3 separate regions of the Mus musculus genome follow, and all the other regions are linked to region 2. Evidence: chromatin contacts called from public HiChIP or PLAC-seq data. All regions are on one chromosome and are shown on one strand. Each heading gives the region's core, a stretch centred on a gene start, on an enhancer-like site or on the middle of the called end of the contact. The rest is flanking DNA. Distances are from core to core; before and after follow the strand shown. Region 1 overlaps Gm41414 (predicted gene, 41414). Region 2 overlaps Gm41414 (predicted gene, 41414). Region 3 overlaps Gm41414 (predicted gene, 41414).

The links. HiChIP or PLAC-seq counts read pairs in DNA pulled down with a chosen protein or histone mark.
Region 1: an H3K27ac HiChIP or PLAC-seq map of T-cell acute lymphoblastic leukemia shows a contact between it and region 2, with 3 times the contacts expected there. The contact joins two enhancer-like sites. A contact is called at or near these places in 2 of 15 datasets of contacts at CTCF or cohesin (CD8 T cells and stem cell-derived epiblast-like cells), 40 of 484 Hi-C or Micro-C datasets (CD4 T cells, CD8 T cells, DN2 thymocytes and 30 more), 7 of 115 datasets of contacts at active chromatin or transcription factors (the SCID.adh cell line, T-cell acute lymphoblastic leukemia, Th17 cells and 4 more) and 2 of 9 other capture datasets (embryonic stem cells and liver).
Region 3: an H3K27ac HiChIP or PLAC-seq map of thymic regulatory T cells shows a contact between it and region 2, with 2.8 times the contacts expected there. The contact joins two enhancer-like sites. A contact is called at or near these places in 1 of 15 datasets of contacts at CTCF or cohesin (CD8 T cells), 9 of 484 Hi-C or Micro-C datasets (CD4 T cells, the HPC-7 cell line, bone marrow-derived DN2 thymocytes and 6 more) and 3 of 115 datasets of contacts at active chromatin or transcription factors (the SCID.adh cell line, T-cell acute lymphoblastic leukemia and thymic regulatory T cells).

Annotation. Positions count from the first base shown.
Region 1 is chr16:5,364,883-5,367,582 of GRCm38.p6, forward strand. The region is part of intron 1 of Gm41414 (predicted gene, 41414); the gene reads left to right. Among named protein-coding and RNA genes, the nearest start is that of Gm41414, 59 kb to the left of the region's middle. Within about 2 kb of position 1,264, at least 17 of the 459 cell types and tissues checked have an H3K27ac peak or open chromatin away from gene starts, as enhancers often do. A contact at or near this core is called in the P5424 cell line, the SCID.adh cell line, T-cell acute lymphoblastic leukemia and 3 more, where this site is marked.
Region 2 is chr16:5,451,832-5,454,531 of GRCm38.p6, forward strand. It overlaps Gm41414 (predicted gene, 41414), which reads left to right. Exons shown (of 3, transcript NR_169081.1): 3 at 1-424. Among named protein-coding and RNA genes, the nearest start is that of Gm41416, 31 kb to the right of the region's middle. Within about 2 kb of position 1,355, at least 36 of the 459 cell types and tissues checked have an H3K27ac peak or open chromatin away from gene starts, as enhancers often do. A contact at or near this core is called in the P5424 cell line, the SCID.adh cell line, T-cell acute lymphoblastic leukemia and 4 more, where this site is marked.
Region 3 is chr16:5,381,471-5,384,170 of GRCm38.p6, forward strand. All of the region lies in intron 1 of Gm41414 (predicted gene, 41414), which reads left to right. Among named protein-coding and RNA genes, the nearest start is that of Gm41414, 76 kb to the left of the region's middle. Within about 2 kb of position 1,406, at least 45 of the 459 cell types and tissues checked have an H3K27ac peak or open chromatin away from gene starts, as enhancers often do. A contact at or near this core is called in the SCID.adh cell line, T-cell acute lymphoblastic leukemia and thymic regulatory T cells, where this site is marked.

The sequences.
Region 1 (2,700 bases), core at 14-2,513, 87 kb before region 2:
AAGGGGCAGGGTCTGTCCAAGCCCATTAATAACTCATGGTTGTTATGTCTAGTTCTCTGCTTCAACGTGCCACAAAGTATCAATTTGTTTGCCAGTTGTCCTGTAGGCAAGCACATTCATTGACCTCTCTGTCAGGGTCAGGGCCAGCAGGATTCAGAGAACAGAGCGATCTGGAGTCAGAGTAGCTGGGTAGGGGTGCATATAAGCAGGACTTGATCTTAAGACCAGCCAACTCCAGGTTTTGAACCCTGTAGTCTAACTGCAGCTCAGTGGTTAACTGAGTAGTCAACTGGTGAGAGCATATAGCTCCTTTTCCAACTTCTGTGAATTGATTGGCCTGAGAATGCAATGACAAACGCCACTGGGAATGTCTTCTGTTGGTCTGAATTCCAGCTTTTACATGTCTGTGAACTTGAGGCTTGGGAGCAAGCCAGCATGGGCCTTCTTATCTATCAGTCCTGCAGCTTCGTTGTTGGTGGAGAGATCTATTTCTAGGTATCTTTAATCTTAATGTTTTATCTGCACACATTTCAAACCGGAGAAAAGTTACAAGCACAGAGCAATGAATACCGCACACCTTCCCCAGGTGCTAGGTGTATTCCTTGGCTGGGTACTAGGGAGGCAGGGTATTGGAGCCCTAGGACTCTCTTTGGCCAGCCAGCCTAGCCTATTTGCTGAGCTCCAGGCCAGTGAGATACCCTGTCTCAAAAGACAAGGCACCTGAAGAATGTCACCTGTGGCTGTGCTCTGGCTTCACATGTACACACACACACACACACACACACACACACGCACATACACACACACACACTCATATGACACCCTTCCCCACCGCCACTTGTGCTCCTTACTCTCACAAAGGAGTTAGGATGATGACGCTACACTCATTTAACCTACAGGGACTCCCCAGTCACTCCACACTGCCTTTGTATCCTCTGCAGCTGCTCTTCCTGGAGCACAATGCCCAATCAGACACAATGCCTTCCGTTTTCACATCTGAAAACTTCCTTACACTCGAGGAGTCCTGAGCCACCTTGTGCTGCTTTGTAATTGAGTCTTTAAGCAGCCCTTGTCCTTGTGTGGTGCTTGGCAAAAATTCCTGTTGCAGACACAGGGTGGATCTGTCTGTCACCTTCTGAGGAGACTCAGGGATGGCAGTTTTGGCAGCTGTGCTAAGGAAGCCACGGAGTGTCCTTGGACCATCACACCCAGATCAGATGATGTCAGCATACTAGAGGAGATGCTCTGTAAAGTCACTTTGCTGAGAAGAGTCACTTCCTGTCTGACACCCAGGCTGAAAACTGATTTCCCACTCAGGCAACAAGTGCCAGGTGCATTCTGGGAGACCTTGATGAGCCCTGACCTGGGATGACTGGATATATCCAGTACTGGCTGGTCAATGCTGCTACATGAAGATGACCCTGGGCTTAGGGTGTGCCTAACACAGTGACTAGTGTTCTCATAAGAGGGACAAGAGGGAGATCAGCCACTCAGAGGAGGTAGAGGGGCCTTACGGCACGAGCAGAGGTGGAAGGAATACATCTTAGCTTCCTTTTGTGGTAAAAGTATTGTGACAAAAAGCAGCTTGGATGATGTGGTGAGACTGCCCTCCATCCCCCACCCCGCCGGGCCCAAGCATTTGAACCCTTGGTCCCCAGTTGGTGCTCTTTGGGAGGATTAAGTGGTATGGCCTTGTTGGAAGAAGTATGTCAATGATGGGTTTTGCAAGCTCAAAGATTCTTGCTCTTTCCAATTTTCTCTTTCTGCTTCCTGATGGCAGTTCATGAGGTGAGCCCTCAGTTTCTGCTCCAGCCACTGTATCTGTTCCTGAATGTCACACTTCCACCATGATGGACTTTGGAGCCATGAGTCAGATAAACCCTTCCTCTACAAGTTGTGTTGGTCATGGTGTTTCATCACAGCAACAGAAAAGTAATGAATACATATGGTACTGTGTTTCTGTTAGTCACCACTCCTGGTTACAGGAGTCACGGAGACAGACACTGTTGGGCATTGGTTGCATCACATGCATGATCAGGAGCAGAGAGCAAGAAATGCATGCAAACGTGATTGTGCTCAGCTCACTTTTCCACTCTCACCGCTCACTTAGGGAATGGCGCTGCCTACAGTGGATGGCTTTTCCCACCTCAATTACCATAATTAAGAGGCAAATCCAAAAGCCAACTTGATTTGGAAAATCCCTCATCGAGATGCTTTTCCTGGGCAATTCTAGGTTGTGTTGATTATTAAACCTAACATCACAGGCACCAGGGGGTGGCAGTAGCCACTGGAAGTTGGGGTGAGGGTGAGATCAGATGGCCTCTTGGAACCTCCAGAACGAACCAGTTCTACTGACCTTTATGTTGGCCTTAATACTTGCTAATATTCTAATTGTTGTGACCAAGTACTTGGCAGAAACAGTTTTAAAAGTGAAATGTCTACTTGGTTCATAGTTTCTAAGAGTTCTGTCTATGGTATCTTGGCCTCATGGTGACAGCACGTGCGCACGTGTTATAGTTCCTTAGTAGGTATCAACTTTATTATTTTTTCTTTTGAGACTGAGTCTCTTGCTGGGTCCTACGACTTACTTTAAAATATTTATTTATTTATAGTCAAGTCTGGCTGGCCAGTGAAGTCCAGAAAGCCTTCTGTCTCCATTGTTCGTCAGGGTTTCCTCAAGGGACAACACACTGATAGAGT
Region 2 (2,700 bases), core at 105-2,604:
TTATAGTGATCCTGTGCACAGTGGCTCAGAGGTGAGATCAGCCCAAGATCCATCAAAGAACCAGAAAACAAACTGTGATTCAAATTTGTCCTACACAGCCCTACAAGGGAAGGAGACTCTGCAACAGGAATCTCGACAGGTAGCCTTTGGCTGGCCCATGTCCTCTCTGTGTGATGTGGTTGCTTTATCAGATGCATATGGAGGGTGTGAGACTGTGAGAGGTGGGGCTAGACCTGGATGGACGGTACCACTTTCTTACTAGGCTTTCCACACATCTACTGGGTGAGCAGCACCTTGGCTGGAGACCATGGATGGGGAGTATTTGGACCATTGCTTGTCTCTGCAGAGCCTGGAGCTGCAATAGGGATTGGGTCTGACTTACCAACTGTCCTGCTTTGTTGATTAAAAAGTTTTGTTTGATCTAGTTTCTATGTCTGCCTGTCTGCCTGCCTGCCTGCCTGCCTAGTCTCTGTCAGGGCTGACAAAATCAGCTTGACACATAGTACCAGTGACTCACTGGGTGCCTTGTTGGATGCTGTGACCACTCTTAGATGTTCTATCTCCCTGGCAAGACTGGGTCTGACCACCTTTCTCTATCCACGTGGGTTAGAAGGCTGGGAGTAAGGTACCTCACTCCTAGCTGTACACACTGCAGCCTGGTTTCTTCATTTGTCTGGAGGCTTTCCTTAGTTCCCTACACGTGGGCATTTACACACACTAGTATGGTGATGGAATTCTTAAAGATCCACAGCCACTGGGAACTCCCTCAGTGTTTGATGCCTCCAGAGCACTCAGAGGCTCCTTGGTCAGAGGCAAGGAAGTGTGGGTGGCTTTCTGGTGTGAAAGGGAATCCCATGTTTCTCAAAGCTTAGGGGCCAGAGTGTGACTGAATGGCTTATCTATAGTCAAGGTCAAGGTGGCTGCTGGCTTTCTCTTCCTTTCTGCTGACCCGAGGCCTGACCCCTGGGTGCTTCACTCACTGAGCAGAGGGCAGACTGTGTTCAACGCTGCTGCTCATGCTGCCAAGGAAAGGCCCACAGACTGGATGTGAAGGTCCCCAGAAGCATGGTATGGGCATCTGAGATGGAGAAAAGGCTGGTGAGTGTAGCACAGGCAAGCCTACCTCCACAGCAGACTCTGCCCGACTCCCCAGAGAGCACAACAGCTACCTACTCTGCCTGGAGGCTGACATCCACTGCCTTTGCTCAAGCTCTCGGGGGCTGGAAGCTGTGCACACATGATCCCAGCACAGGTGGATTTCTGAAGCATAGCTGTAAGTGAGGACAGAGTGCAGGAGTAAACAGGCTAGCCCACTGAGAGGATGCCCCTCCCTCCTGAGGTCTTACCAGGAAACCAGCGGAGCCCATGCTTCTGCGCAAGGCACTCTGGGCAGGAGACTGTCTGGGTCTGGACTCACTGTCAGGGTCTGGGGAACACCTCACAAACTATTCAGACACCAATCTCAGTCAACCAGGGCTGGTTTATTGAACGCCACACCCTAAGGCTGATCGATCAGGGCTGCAGACTAGCTCAGGAGCTGCCTGGGACCTTGAGTTAAGATCCTTTAGGGCTTTTAAGCCTAAAATCCACAAGCATATGTGCCACGTTATTCTACCAATCAGGGTTTAGGGATTAGGGACTCTGTTAGGAACAGGTCTGTGTTGTACATTTATCCTGCTCCCATTGGTTGGGGTATTCAGTTGTGACACAGGACTTGCCTTGTCTAGCATTATTGTCTTAACTTGTCAGTCCATGCACATGTCTCTTTTTGCCAACCTGGAAGTCAGTTCCCAGGGGGATCTTGGGAACGTAAGCTTTACTTAACCTCTCTTCAAAAGGGAAGTCTTTTTCCAAATAGCTTCTTATATTGGTGCAGATGTCTCTCTTATGTTGGGGTCCATCTCGGGGGCAGCTTATCAAGACAAGAAGCCATAAAAGCTCATACACAGGTGCAGGAAGTGCTGCTGGGTGGTTGGTTCGGGTCCAAGCTTATTGTGGTTAACTGTACAAAGCAGTTCTAACCGGCTTCTGTAGTAATTGGTTTCCAATAATACTAAGGCACAAAATGTCACAGAACCTATAGTCAACTTGGGCATGAGAAAGTTTCTTACTCACAGCAGTAACAACATATGAGAAAGTTTCCTTATAATATTAGTAACAGCACAAAATGGCAGGCTAGTCGGGTAACACTTTTACCTAGATCTGAGCACTCACCACTGGGAAGAATGCAAACCCTGGGGCTCTTTCCATGGAAGGAAGATGCTGTTTTCCTATTTCTAAAACTCACTACCACATGGAGAACAGATGATAGTGTCACTGTCACGGAGCCTTCTCTCCCCGCCATCCCTTGGGTACATAATACTCCTCTCCCTCTTTCCCGCCCTTCTCTGTGAAGATCTCTGGGCTAGCCAGGTGGCACAGGGTAATCTGTAAAATAAGGACTGAACTCTGGCATTTGTTGAGCACCTACTGTGCTACTGTGTTCCTGGCTCTATAATCTTGTAAACTTCCCATTACCTACAGAGCAAGGTCATCACTAAATCTATTTCAGGAGGGGAGCTTCCTGCTCAGAAGGGCAAGCAAGTGCCCACACAAAGCTTCCAGGTCACTGGAGGGAACGATGAGCGTGGGAATCCAGATGTGAGCCGCTCTGAAGCTGCCTTGAGGAGGGAGGGGCTGAGCATGCATTCTGGGCGGGCA
Region 3 (2,700 bases), core at 156-2,655, 70 kb before region 2:
TGTAGTTACAGGTGGCAGTGAGCCACCATGTGGGTGCTGGCACTCCTCTGCTGAGCCATGACCACAGCCCTCACTGGGAGAGTCTAGGTTGGTGCTTTACCAGTGTGCTATGTCCCCAGCCATAGCGAAGCTTTACTCAAAGCATGAGCCTGGTGGGCTAAGAAGCACAGAGACCTCTGCTTGCGGGGAGGAAGTGTCTGAGACCTGTGTGAACTTATGAGAACAAGAGGGACCAAGATGTCCACAGTGACTTCAGACCTTCCTTAGAGGACTAAGATGGCAGATAGGAACGATGTCCTTTGATTGGCTTTGACGTTAGATGGGCTTAGATACTCATGTTTGAAAGACTCTGTGGGGAACCATGCTGAGCAGTTTTACATCAACTTGACATAGTGTAGAGTCATCTGGGAGGAGGAAATATTAATTGAGGAAATGCCTCCATAAGGGTGGGATGTAGGCAAGCCTGTGGGATATTTTCTTAAGTAGTGATTGATGAGGGAGGGCCCAGTCCATTATGAGTGATGCCATCCCTGGGCTGGTGGTCTTGAGTTCAATAAGAAAGCAGGTTGAGCAAGCCAGTAAGTAGCATCCCTCTGTGACTTCTGCATCAGCTCCTGTCTCCAGGTTCCTATCCTGTTCAAGTTCCAGCCCTGACTGCCTTTGAGGATGAGCTATTCCATCTAAGTGGGAGTAAAATAGCCCTTTCCTCCTTAAGTTGCTTTGGCCATGGTTTTTTTTTTGTTTGTTTGTTTGTTTGTTTGTTTTATCATATTCCTGGCTAAGGCCGAAACAGTAGCCCAGCCCAGACTCAGGTCCCTGCCCTTGCAGTACACAGGCTGCTGAGTCCCGAGGCCCTATTGGGAGCCAGCTCTCTGTGATATGATGTCACCTTCCTGCCTTGCTGATGGTGGAGCAGAACTGCTGTCTTCTCAGCTGCCAGGTGCCTCTCTGCCTGGTTCCCTCTGCCTCAGACGAGGAGGGATTAGCAAATGTTAATCTTGTAATCTTAGGCTGTTCACCACAGTGTGTGCCAGACCCGTGTCTGTGACAGCTTGTGAGCCAAAACATGTGCTCTCCTTTTCTTTGGCTTCCCTCCTCCCCTCCCTTCCTTTTCTTTCTTTCTTCTCTCCCTTTCCCCCTCCCTCTCTCCCTCCTCCCTCCACATATGTCCCTCCCTCTCCTTCCCTTTCCTCCCTTTTTCCTCTTGGGATGATACCCAGTGCCTTGCCCTTGGAAGCAAGCTCAGCTTCCAAGCCTCTCAGCAGCTGGGCAGTCAGCACTGAAACTCACTCACAGGCCACGCCTAGCGTGTGCTTTTGTGAGCCTGCAGAACATTCCTGGGCCAGAGCAAGTGGCCTTGATCCATCCCTTCCTTCTCAGTCAAGGGATTTCCACAGCAGAGAAGGGATTTCCACAGCAGAGGCAGAGAGACAGATGAGAAACTGACAGAGACTGGGAGGTGTGTGTGTGTGTGTGTGTGTGTGGAGAGAGAGAGAGAGAGAGAGAGAGAGAGAGAGAGAGAGAGAGAGAGAGAGAGAGAGCATGCGAAGGTTGAACCTTTCCCTGGGTCAGCACCAATGGCCTCACAGACCTTGAGTTCCCATTGGCTGGGAGTGCTCCTGAGAGTGCTTGGTGGAAGGATGCTGTGCAGAGATCCAGCAAGCCTCACACCTGCCATCAGGGCTGCCTTCTTGGGGAGCCACAGGGAGGGCTGTTCCTCCCACGGACACAAGCTTTTCCAGGCAGCTTCCTTCCTGTCTTTTGCTTTTAAAAAAGATTCATTTTAAAGCATAATGACCTTTTTGCGATTTCCTTTCTATAGTCTCCCACAGTGAGCGCTGACAACAGCAGTGTGTTGCACTGCCTGCCAATTTGAGGGGGGAAATTCTAAAAACATCTAAAAGAAAAAAAAAAAAAAACCTCACATCAGGAGACAGGCATGCAGAGCCTGCAGTTGCTGAGGTGGGGGACATTTCTGGAATATTCAACAACTGCTTCTATTTTAATAAGGAAGCAGGGGGTGAGAGCTTGCCTTGGGCTGTGGTAACCAGATCTGGTTTTCATGAAACCAGCAGGTTCTTTGGTTCATGGTTCTCGAGGCTGGAGGCTCTGTGGGTCACCTGCCTTGCTCTGGCTGGGTAGCTATACCTTGGGTTACACTTGGGCTGCACCCAAGGGCTCCAGAGAATGAGCTATTGGGTGCTGGAGGAAGAGAACAGCCCACAGCAGGTGCACTGGGCCTGAACTGTCCTCATGGTGGGTGGTTCTGGAGCATTCAATATGGGCCAACAACTGTGGCAGGAAGTGGGGACTATAGATGCGGTCCTCGGCTCTGAGAAGGCAGAGGACAATTACGCATTTTGAATATGGCCCAAATTGCCATCATCCTTCCGTCCTTGGCAGAGGCCATGGAGAGCTTCCTCACCCTTCACACGCTGGACTGGCAACTCAGCTTCCCAGATGACTGCCAACCTGCTGTTGATGGCTGGTGTGCTATCTGCTTGCAGAGGGGACATGTGGACAGGACCTAAGTGCCCAGTGGTGGGGGATGGTTCAGCACACAGTGGTGCTGCCTACCTGAGTGTGGGTTTAGAAATGGGCAAAAAATAGAGGATACTTCTACTTCTTAACATAGCCCCGAGATCGCTGGAAGGAGCTGTGGAATCCAGGCCCAATGTTTGCAAGAGGAGTTTACAGGCT